Regions from separate parts of the Hermetia illucens genome. Here region 1 is linked to region 2. A link is a contact called in public Hi-C data. All regions are on one chromosome and are shown on one strand. Each heading gives the region's core, a stretch centred on a gene start, on an enhancer-like site or on the middle of the called end of the contact. The rest is flanking DNA. Distances are from core to core; before and after follow the strand shown.

Region 1 (5,303 bases), core at 170-2,669, 150 kb before region 2:
AGAAATCTTCGTAGATTGGTTTGATGGCTGTTTGAACTTCTTCAGTCAAAGGTGCCTTCTCGTGGTGGAAACTATCCAGTGCTCCTTTAGCTTCCGCTTTGCGCCATTTGCAAAACTGTCCTCGCCTGCTGGACAATTGTGATGCTGAGTATTTTCGTCTGTAGAACATTGATGGAAGAAAATTGCCCAAATTTCTTGCTCCATTCCTTCTATCGAATAGCTAGCCCAAAAAATGTAGTGAGGTCGTTAATAACCTTATCAGTAAGTTTTCCAGCCCTTTCCACCAATGCCTTTGTGATTCTTCTTTAAATTTTTAAGCCGCGTTCCCATTATTTTCTCGACATGCGTACCACTACGTATATTTTATTATTTGCAGAAATCCGCAGAAATACCGGAGAAAACTCCCGCAAAATCCAATATATAATATACAAAACTTATCGCGATTGGAAAATCCATGTTCATGCTTACTAAAAGTTTCTTTGCTGATGTTGATGCGAAGTCCTTTTTTTTCTTTGATAAGTGTCGATTCCCATGAAATACTCGTTTTTTAGTACGAGCATGACGCGTGATGAAGGATCTCCCTTCGTACGATCCATTTAAAAAAATCACTGAACACACAAACAGTACAATACTTACAACAAAATATACCTGAGTATAGCTTGAAAGCCTTTCAGTGCTCACTCTAGACTGGATTATCTTTTTTATTTCAAACAGCAAATAAGTTTAGACAATTGATTGATTTTCCATCTTTTTATATGATATTTATACCTGTGTTCGAATTTATAAGGCTCAGGTAAAGAACTAACAGGTAAAAAAGATTCGATGCTCTTTCTCATCGAGTACTCTAGCCGCGGCTGCAAACTCCTTACCTGTTTAACCCTGTAATTTCTGAACGACTCGGAATATCGCAAAATCCCTTTGCCCACATATTCTCCACTATATATAGATACAATTCGATTTCTCCAACCCGACACACGCGATGACCCACTTAAGCGTTAAACAATTGCATTATTTCATTTCACTTCTACCATAATTGTCTGAACTAAAAATCGAAAAGAGAATGTGGCTTACTAGCCTGAACAAATTCAAGCTTATTATCAGAAGCTGGATTAGTAAGAAACAGTCAAACAGCTAACTCCAATTGGTCAAATGAAATTTCTAGTAAAATACTAGAATTTTCCGTTGAAAACCCGTTAGAAAAAAGTGCTTAAACTAAAAGCTCGGCATAAGCTCCACATACTCAACGTTGTTGGCAACATCCGAAAAGTGAGCGATGACGACACACGGTGGAGCGCGGCGAATTGGAGTTTATGACCGAAGGCGTCGCGCCAGAGCGCGAAATCCACTCGCCGCGAAGCTCCCCGGCTCCAACACAACCACGATCTAGCCGCCTGGCAGCCGGGCGGCTTAACATTTCGCCACAGTTCGAGGCGTTCAGTCGAAACCTGCGAATGTGTTGCGAAGCGAGCGCTCAGCTCACGACGGCTCACGGTTCACTTAGCGAAACGTCCGAAGTAATCAGAGCGCCCCGCCAAGGGTGGCATTCGCTGTCAGAAATCGGTCATCGTCCAACGTGCCCGCTCCCCTCCCCGCCGGCCGGGTAGATCGCGCTCCAAGCCCCCATCGCCAACGCGTCAGCTGCTGCCCGTTTCCGCCCGCTTGCGGCTTGCGTTCACGTGGTGACGGATAGTGACGTAGCGCGCGGTGTCCGTGTGTGTATGGTGAGCTTCCATGTGCGCGCGATATGTGCAGTGTTTTTTGGACAATTCCATGAACGAGATAAAACGCGGCGGTGAGTCGTGAATTACACTCGTACTTGCAGTGCAGAGAAGGAGCGGGGCCGCGAGGAACAGGAAAGGGATTAACTCGTCGCGCCATTTGCCGTCCCGGGGAGATGTGCAACGTTCGCCTGAGCAACTGGAAAGGGATATAAAACGGATAAGCGATTGCCCGGAAAGGAAATGTGAGTTATGCAGCAGTAATTTAACTTTCTAGCGGGGAGGAGGGGGCACCTGAGCCCTCCTTCTGGATGGCCAGGGTGGTGGGCGCATTCTTTTCTAGTGCCAAACTTCTAGGTCCCGCGTTTTAGTACTACATAAGGAAATGCAACACTTTAAGAGGAATAGTCGGAAAAATGCGAAATTCTGCTGAGGAACAAATGTTGTTTGGGGGTCGACTTTCTGGTTGGTTGCTAAGTCCAGACAGCAGAAAATAGAAATTTCTTCAGATACTTCCCAGGCATATCTACACACAGGACCTGTAGAATCCAAAGAACTCTTAACGAGTTTGGATTCGAGGGCGAACCGTGCTCCAGCGAAAATTTCGGCCGGACGTAGACCTTAGTAACTATGTAGCATCATTACGCCCCGTTTGTAAGAAAAGCAACGAAGTTTCCGAATTTCTAGGCGCCCGACTTATGCCCCACATGAAATCGGCACGTAACCAGTACCAGGTCTTCAACGCCGTGAAAAGTATTTGAGTAGGTTTTGGAGAGAAGCAGGCTCTTGCTGGTTCCTTCCTTTCTTCCCTTTCTGTCTCTTCCAGGAGTGGGGCTCAAAACTAAACCCTACTGAGGCGCCATAATATTTTAGGGGAGCGTGACTGTTAATAGTTTGCATCGGCTCTCTTGCGCCCGTCATTACACTTCTCAGATTAAATTTGCGTAAGGATTGTCGAAGAAATGTTTGCAATCATCACGAGAAGCAGGGATGCGTCTCTCTAGTGGGAAGTTCTTTGAACCATGTTTAAAAGGATTCCTTATGTGTTTCCTTTTGATATCAGATGATGGAATCTACGAAGATCCAATCCAATCCAAAATGTGTAAGTGTAATGATACGTATTAATGAAAACTGGCAAACAGGAAAGGGGAGGGCAGGGGTGATGATGGCAAGCATTGCGTTGTGGTTTCTATGAAAAAGGAACAAGTACGCCTTTGCGGAGCGTAACAACAAGGATGAAAGTTTCATTTATGTCTGCAGTTTCCTGAACTTTGTTGTTGGTAGCATATTGCTCGACCGCAGTGTCTGTTAGAAAATCTGGTGCCCGCAAGAGCAGAGAACTTCGATCCGCTGTCCCGACTCAGGGTTCGTTTAGCAATACGAAATTTTTCTGGCTGTGCAGACGAAGTGGAACAATATACTGCAGCCGAAACCTCAACAACGCCTCGGATTAGGACTGACCACATGGTCGAAAACGGAGTATGATTGGTTTCTGAAATTTGTGCACGCTCCGTGACAACGGTATGGAGAATCCCTAGAATGTTCGCTTTCTCCAACTCGTGCGAAAATTCCAACGATATAAGCTGCAAAATTCTGTGCCTAAACGAAATAAAGTAGAGAAAACCTGGAGAGTACTCCTTTCCGTCTTGCGGCTTTTGGTTTTGTACTCCGAAACCCGAGTGGTAGCAGACGCGAATCCGGTGTCTGGTGGTTTCTAACAGCTACCGAAAAACTTGATCTCTTGATCTGGGAGCCGATTTTTGACAGACTTCTGACTGGAAGATTCCGGTCCAGGTGAAAGAGCATCAATATTGTACAGTGCTACGCATTAACGGAGATTTCCGATATAGTTGAGAACGATGCTTTCTGCGAGTGATTACATGCAGTTTAAGAAGAGATACCTAAAGGTGATATGGGAAACGCAGTATTAGTGGGTGGTTTGTGGATTTCTGCAGATTTTACAGTCTCGCCACGGTGGTACAATGGGTGTCAACTGACCGATATCATACGAGCCATCGAATTGACCACATGACGGTCAGCAAAAGATTTAGGAGTTGTCTTCTGGATATGCTAAACAGAGGAGGCGCTGAGGTAAAGCTTCGAGAGGGAACACCGTTTGAAGATCGCTTACCTTCGCTTGCATGTTGCATTCGCCACTTCTCCCAGAGTTGGAAGCTGTGACGAGCCAAGTTCATCATCGACAGCTTATATGATCCGGCTGTCGCTCGACAGTGGGTAAATTAGATTGCAATAATTCCAGAAGTGCATACTGCATCACGAAGCAATTTGCATGCGGCTAGAAACCTATCAATGGTCTTGTCTTTTCCACGATGACGAGCAGCTGAATAGCTGGACAAATATGTCACCATAGTGGCAATTAGCGTTGTGGTACGCCACAAACTCCTGAGACCATGGCTGCTCTAATAACAGCCCGTAGCGTTCACGTAGGAAAGCAGATCTCATGCCCTGTAACTGAAGGTCTCTCTGAGGTTCTCAAAGAATGGTTTGCCCAGTGTGTGGCTCCAGCGAGAGCTGGGCAATCGCTCTAGTTGGGCCTGAGGTTTTCCCCCTTTGCAGCCTTCGCCATCTGAGGTCCGAGGCTGCTAAGTAGTGCGAATAGATTCCATCCTTGACAGTCACCACCTGGACACAGACTGTATCCGTGAAAGGACTTCCAAGAGCACAGCCAGTCCGCTCATTTCGCTCTATGTTCCTATGACCGGCAACCCAGAGGTTGGGTGATTTTGAGCGCGCTGCCCAGACTGTTCAGGGCATTTTTGCACTGCCCCACCAGCCTGGAGGATGTTGCCGCTGAATACAAGGCCTTAGTGGCCGCTTGGCAATATGTCAGAACGACGTGCTCCCAGTATTGTCAATACTTCCGCTGGGAATGCACTTGCGAAACGCATGTTACTATGGCCGTGTGATTTCGTTGTCTAGCATCCGGACTTACGTAGTCTGATAGCATTGCACGCTACAACGTATTTAATGTCGAGGTCTAGGGGGAGTTTGTGTAGAAATACGTTAAGAGTATCTGTCAGACAAGACTACAGGGCCCCGGTAGCACTTGTACACGCGGTTCCTTGAATCTTATTAAGCTTTGTTCTATTGCAATTTTTGCTCAGAGCCTGCCACCATACCATAGAGCCATACGTAAAAATGGGACGTACCACAGCTGTGTACGGCCGGAGACCCAATCTCGTTGCAAAGGTCCTATTCCAGACATAGAAGGCTGTAGAGCCCTTCTTAACCCGCAGTTCTACATATGTTCAATCTGCAATTTAGCTTCGGATCCAGGATCATACCTAGATACTTTCCATTGGAGGAAGGAACCAATCTTTGTGCATTCCGCGACGGCAAGTGGAATTCGGGTATACTTGCCTTGGTGGTGAAAGCATCAGTTCCGTTTTGGTTGGATTTTTGTGTCGTGTCCGCATTTTGCGGCCTACAGGCACACCTTTCCCAACGCTTCTTCCGTTATGTCACTCATAGTGGAGAAACATCCCTGACACTAATGTCACCAAGCTGTCGGTATACACCACCACGTTTACTCCGCTCCTGTACAGTATCCGTAAAATTTCGTCC
Region 2 (5,744 bases), core at 3,001-5,500:
GCGTCTAGATTGCGTGCATACCTCTCAATCGCGGGACCTTCGGGATGGTGGTTTTGGGTAAGTATGTACTGTCCTTCCAACCTGGGAATGGACGCGAATGTGGTCGCTTTTCATCTTGACTATGCTATACGTAAGGCAGAAGTATTGCCCGAAGAGCTACTGAAGCCTGATTTCTCCTGTTTGAATGTCCCGTCAAATGCTTATACGTTTGAGAGCGCCAGGGACATCAGCAATATTGACGTCACGTGCGTAAAGCGTAAATGGAGGCAATGTCAGTGCTAATATTCCTATTGAAGTCGTACTGGGCAATAGGGGCGGAAATATGAGCGTTGTCCTCTACACGCCGATTCGTTGGAATACGCGTAGTTGTACCTGGGTGGAAGATGTTGATTCGATGGTGGAGTTAACTGGCTCCGAAGCATGTGACGTAGTGGGCGGATGCTCTTTACAGTAGGCGGGGTGAAATCCTTCACCTGAAGAAGAAGAGCGCGCGTTGATGTAATATTAATTCCCTTTTTGATGTCCACCAATTTAGGCTCGCTTACAGGGGAGGGGGGGTTGTCGGAGTTCAATTGTAGTTGTGCCCATATCTTGGGCAGAGCTCCTTGTGGACTCAAGCGTCGAGTTACGCCGTACAACTCGGACACTTTGCGGTAAAGGTATTAGATAGACCTCGCATCCATGAATGCTGAGTTTGGGCTCAGTATACACCAGTACCCCTGTACGATTCACGGCGGGCTCTGATTGTAGTCCCCAAATCAATCCTTATCCGAAGAGGACCATGGGATTATATCTACACGTCAGGTATTCACGTTAAGCGCCCAGGATCTTCTGTGTCGTAACTGCGACGTGATCTGGCTTTTGCGAATTTCAGAACGTCATCTAAATGGAATACATATATTCTTTAAAAAACCACCGAGGTATCTTAGTTGTCTCTGGGAGTCGAATTATTGCATATGAAATACAAGGCATCTCTTCGCTTCCCTTGTTTACAGATTAGTATCCCGATAAAAGTCCTACTAGGGTTTCACATCTTCCATCTTAAGGAATAGAAATGTGCCTCGATTTCTTTCGCAAAGAATCCCGCTTGCCAACCTGAATTGAAGATTATTCCATTGTACGGCACCCACCCTTCAGATCAGGCTTTACAGGGGATCCCTCTATCCCATTGGCCGGACTGTCGAAGTTACTTTTAGCAATAGATTTCGCTCTTATAGAGTTTTTCACCAAAATAGCATTGCGTTTCCAACGTATCTTGCTTCTACGAGACTTCAGACATTCTGATTCAACATCATATCATCACATCATCGAAATACCAAGGAGTAAGTTCGCCTATAACTTTTTCAGTGAAACCCTTGGTCAAGGGTAGGCAATAGGAGAATACGTTATAAAGGAAAACTTCTCAGTTACTGTTCTGTATAATGCACTAGATGCCCATCTTGAAATATTCGATTTTACTGCGTAGGTTTCTAATCAGTATATCCATCAGTACGTGGCTCATCCTCCAAAGTAGTTCTCCAGATAAGAATTGAAGAAAGTTTCTCTTTTGATTAACATATTCCATCTTCCAATATCACAAAAACAATATTGGTTAAGTCCTGGTGGTTTTATGTAAGTATCCGCCGTGGCGGCATAACCCTAAGATTTTCTTAAGACACGGATTAATTTTGTGACCACAATCAAAGCCCCGCTGTGACAAGCAACAACGGTACCAGTCTATATTGAGTGCATGGCTTAGCATTCATACTGGTGGATGCCGGACCTACCTATATCTGTACCGAAATAATGAGTACGACTCCCGGTTGAAGCTGGAAGAGCTTTGCCTGTTTGGATGTAACCTTAACTTCAAACTCTCACTAGAGCCCAACCGCTAATAACCGGGTCAAGAACACATCCTTCAGTTCCTCATTTGCCATTAATCGCAACTTCACGTGTCATTTAGACCTCTTCAATCGATGTCATTTCTGCCTCAGATCTTCAGCAAGTGTGGTCTTTGGCGTTCCAACATTTCCTCCGTATCTTCAAGGCATAAAAATATTTATAATAAAGTGATGAGGTGATGGGCATAGACTCCTGCAAGCGCGTGTTGACGGGAAACTTCAGTGGGCCAACCTTCACGGCCAATTTCATCATCTTTTTAGGTTTTTGGAATAGCTCTACCCTCTTCGTCGACTTATTTCAACTTGGATGCTCTGGGGGAGAACACCAGGCTCCGCAAATACTTGAAACGTGGTGCTGTTATTATCCACCGCCATGAAGATTTTGAGACCCATTTTTGACAGTTCTCGATCCCATTGATAATACCATCTATGAAACCGGGTTTTTCTGTGGCACTTCTGACGCTATATATGCCGCGCGACTGCTCATGGAAAAATAGTGTGAGCCCTCTCTGACCTTCCTCGATCTATTGAAGGGTTTGACCGTGTATCTCTCTCTGTAGTATGGACTGCCCCCACGTCAAGAGAGAACTCTTGTACTGAGTTAAACTACTACGCGATTCAGGAAGCGGAGTTGGAATTGCGGCATATACATCAAATTTGCTCCGTGTCTCCATTGGTATCCATCAAGGAAACACCATGTTATCATTGTGCTTCGTCCTTATCATAAACATTGTGACGTACGCGGGACATCCAACGCCCAGTTAGCGATCTATGGCTAAATCTGACGCAAATGAAACCGATACGATCACTGCCACTGGCAGCCGGCTGTCGCAAACTCTACTAGTTAAGTACCTCGGATTGATGTTCTGAGCCAATAAACTGTGCCGTAAAATTACCTTACAGTTCAGCGCATCTGTCGCTTGTCGAATGCTTTAGAAATTCAGGTGACATATGTATATCTACTCACATTCCCCATTTCATATCAAAGCCGCAGTTCTACCCGATCCGATTTCCAGGGATTTCTACAAAACATGACTAATGGAGATTAGTTCAACCGTTACTCATAATCTAACATATTCACAGTCACTTCCGGTTTCTGAAATAAAGGTGTTCCTCGATTTCTAAGCTTCGCCTTTTTGGACAACATGTGTTTCTTTTTAACAGCGGTGATTCCAAATTACCGCAATCTAGTGCATCTGAACAGCATGAACTATGTTATCGGTACCTTTTTTTGGTAACCTGCTTTGTCAGCTTCCACGCACTGCCATAAAAGATAAGCAGTTTAGGATCGCCTTGGCCGAGTGATTTCCTGTCTGGAAACAGAAAAATCCATGTTAAACAGCAACCATGCAGTCAAAATACTGAGTAGAAGGTCTTCTCAGGTTGGAGCAATAGTTTTCACGGATGAGACCCCCGGCCGAAATATATCACCCAGTATCGAACCTATTTTGTCTGTTACGGATGATAAATGTTCTGTCAACTTCTTGAAGAAGAGGTGATTCCTCTCTTTTCCCCCTCCAAGCCTGATGGGAAGGTCTCATTTAGACTACTTCCATCAATCTGCCGCGACTTATTAGTTTCTGTTATTGATGTTGATTAGGTTCTTCCAGCCGTTTCATGGCTAATGGTATATCTGCAAATGGACCGTTTGTACGGTACACCACAGTTTGAATTCTCTTTCGGCACGTCATGTCCTGTATGTATAGACCAGTGTAAGAGGGCATTCCCTGACAGATTCTCCTTTGGATTATGGTATGATGCCAACTACCTGCCACAAAATGTTTACGAGTTTACATCTTGAGTCAGATTTGACCCCTTCAAAAGTCTGTTTCCCAAAATGTATCGTAGCAGATGCAAGTCGCAATTTGGAAGGTTAGGAAAATCCATTAGCGACTACCAAGGCAGTGTTTGGTGTCCGCTGGCTGTGCAATTTTGTAGAAAACTCGACTGCTATGCTGCTCGCGCTCGATATCCAATTTACGCTGCTGTCGACAGCCAGTTTCATACTGATAGCATTTACATGGTAGGAGAGCCAGAATAAAAGGTTTATGTCTTAAGGACTGTCGCGCTCCTGGAGGAATCTATGATCATCATCGTTTAGATAATATCCTCGTTATCCTGGTCCTGATCTGAGCACGCATAAACTAATTTGATTTGGGGGAAACTTTAAGAATATTAGTCCCGTGCACTGAAGACAGTTGAAACCCGCACATTCGCAAGTTGGCAATATCTCGACTTTAGGGAGTAACGGGGAATGTATTAGGACGATAATGATGAGCGATTTGTTCGATCTTGGTACCTTTTTATTGGTCCTCTCATCCTTTTGGCAGTAATTGAATCGATCCTAGTTCACCACCATTCACGAATAAGTTGTCAGTCAGTTGTCTAGTTGTCAAGTTCACAGTGCGTGAAATTTTCGTCATATTTTTAATTTGTCCTTTTAGGTTCGTCAAGCTCAAAAATTTTAGTTAATCAAATTTTAAATGGCTTTCCAAATCATCAAGCATTTCTGTGTACCGCTGGCTGCAAAAGAACCTTGTATTGTCGTTCGTGGGGGAGCAAGCCACCTATCTTTGAACTATGATAAAGTCATGTCTGCTCTCGAACTGATTGCTAAGGAGAGTTACAAGTTGCTGAAATTAAAGTTGCCCTCTACGGACGCCGTGGAAGAGACAATAAAATTTCTTGAGGAAAACCCAATTTTCAACTGTGGGTGTCAATCCATTTTGAATGATCCTCGCAATGGACAGGTTGAAAATCACGCGTCAATTATGGAGGGAAAAAATATGAAATTTGGATGTGTCTCCAGCATTGATTCCTCCAAACATCCAATATCAGTAGCCAGAGCTATTATGGAGAGATCTTTAGGCTCTTGCTTCTTGGTAGGCACATCGGCGTTAAGATTTGCAGAAAAGTGTAGAGTCCCAACAGTCCATGGAAGGAGGATGTTCTTGGATATATCCAATGCCTGTAAAAAGACCCTGGATACAAAATGTGATTGTCCAGTTGGAGAATTAGGGAAACCTTCAGATGCTGACGGATGCGAGCAAGTGGATTGGAAGAAATGTCACGGTGGAGTGGGCGTGGTTGCCATGGATGAATATGGGAACATGGCTGCAGGTGCCTCATGTAGCGCGTTGGTCGGTAAAACGGAAGCCGGGATCAGCGGAGAACATTTGATCGGCAGCGGAGTTTACGCCAAAAACACGAAAGGGGCCGTTTCAGTTTCTGGAAATTGTTCGCAGCTCATTTCATTGTGCGCTGCATGTCGTCTGATGAAAGCTAAAGATCAGTCAGCTGCGTGGAACATTCTTCAATATTTCTCACATTTTTCAGATGATGCTTTCGGTGCCATCTATATAAATAGGGAAGGGCGGATAGGAGTCTATACACTTAAGGGTCAGATGCCTTGGTATGTAATCAAAGGATCGGGTATTCGTTGCGGCGACTACTTACCAGGTTGCTACTCAGGCTTCACCTAAAAATGTCACCATCAACCAAACTTGTTTTTTATAAAGGAAAGGGTATTCTTACTGGTGACTCCTGGGTTGATAAATCTGCCCAGTTTACCGTCAAATGGAGTGTACAATAAATGCAAGATTATTTTTAGAAGATAATTCAGTTTTATTAATGGCTTTATTTTCTTATTCTGGATGATTTTATCGTTAAGGACCCCGCGGAGATTCTTTTTTTCACGGATTTCAGGTTTTCAAATCTACTGGGTGCCCCTCCAAGAGGCTCCACTTCCTATTTTCACACATCCTAGGAAATTTTGGATATGTGAAAATTCTATTTACAGGAATGCTCCTAGTTAAGAAGCCAGGTCCTGTTTTCCTGTAAACATCCAGCTACCCCTTGTTAGTC

The links. Hi-C and Micro-C count contacts between places; a contact is called where the count stands out from the background.
Region 1: a contact with region 2 is called in a Hi-C map of whole body, with 3 times the contacts expected there. The contact joins the promoter of LOC119654644 here to the promoter of LOC119654645 in region 2. A contact is called at or near these places in 2 of 2 Hi-C or Micro-C datasets (an unstated tissue and whole body).

The regions. Positions count from the first base shown.
Region 1 is chr4:109,930,724-109,936,026 of iHerIll2.2.curated.20191125, reverse strand. It overlaps LOC119654644 (lysine-specific demethylase 3B), which reads left to right and starts at 1,419. Exons shown (of 14, transcript XM_038060122.1): 1 at 1,419-1,963.
Region 2 is chr4:109,786,640-109,792,383 of iHerIll2.2.curated.20191125, reverse strand. LOC119654645 (isoaspartyl peptidase/L-asparaginase-like) reads left to right here and starts at 4,250. Exons shown (of 1, transcript XM_038060126.1): 1 at 4,250-5,497. The coding sequence starts at 4,364. The coding sequence ends at 5,362. The region is part of intron 4 of LOC119654644 (lysine-specific demethylase 3B); the gene reads left to right.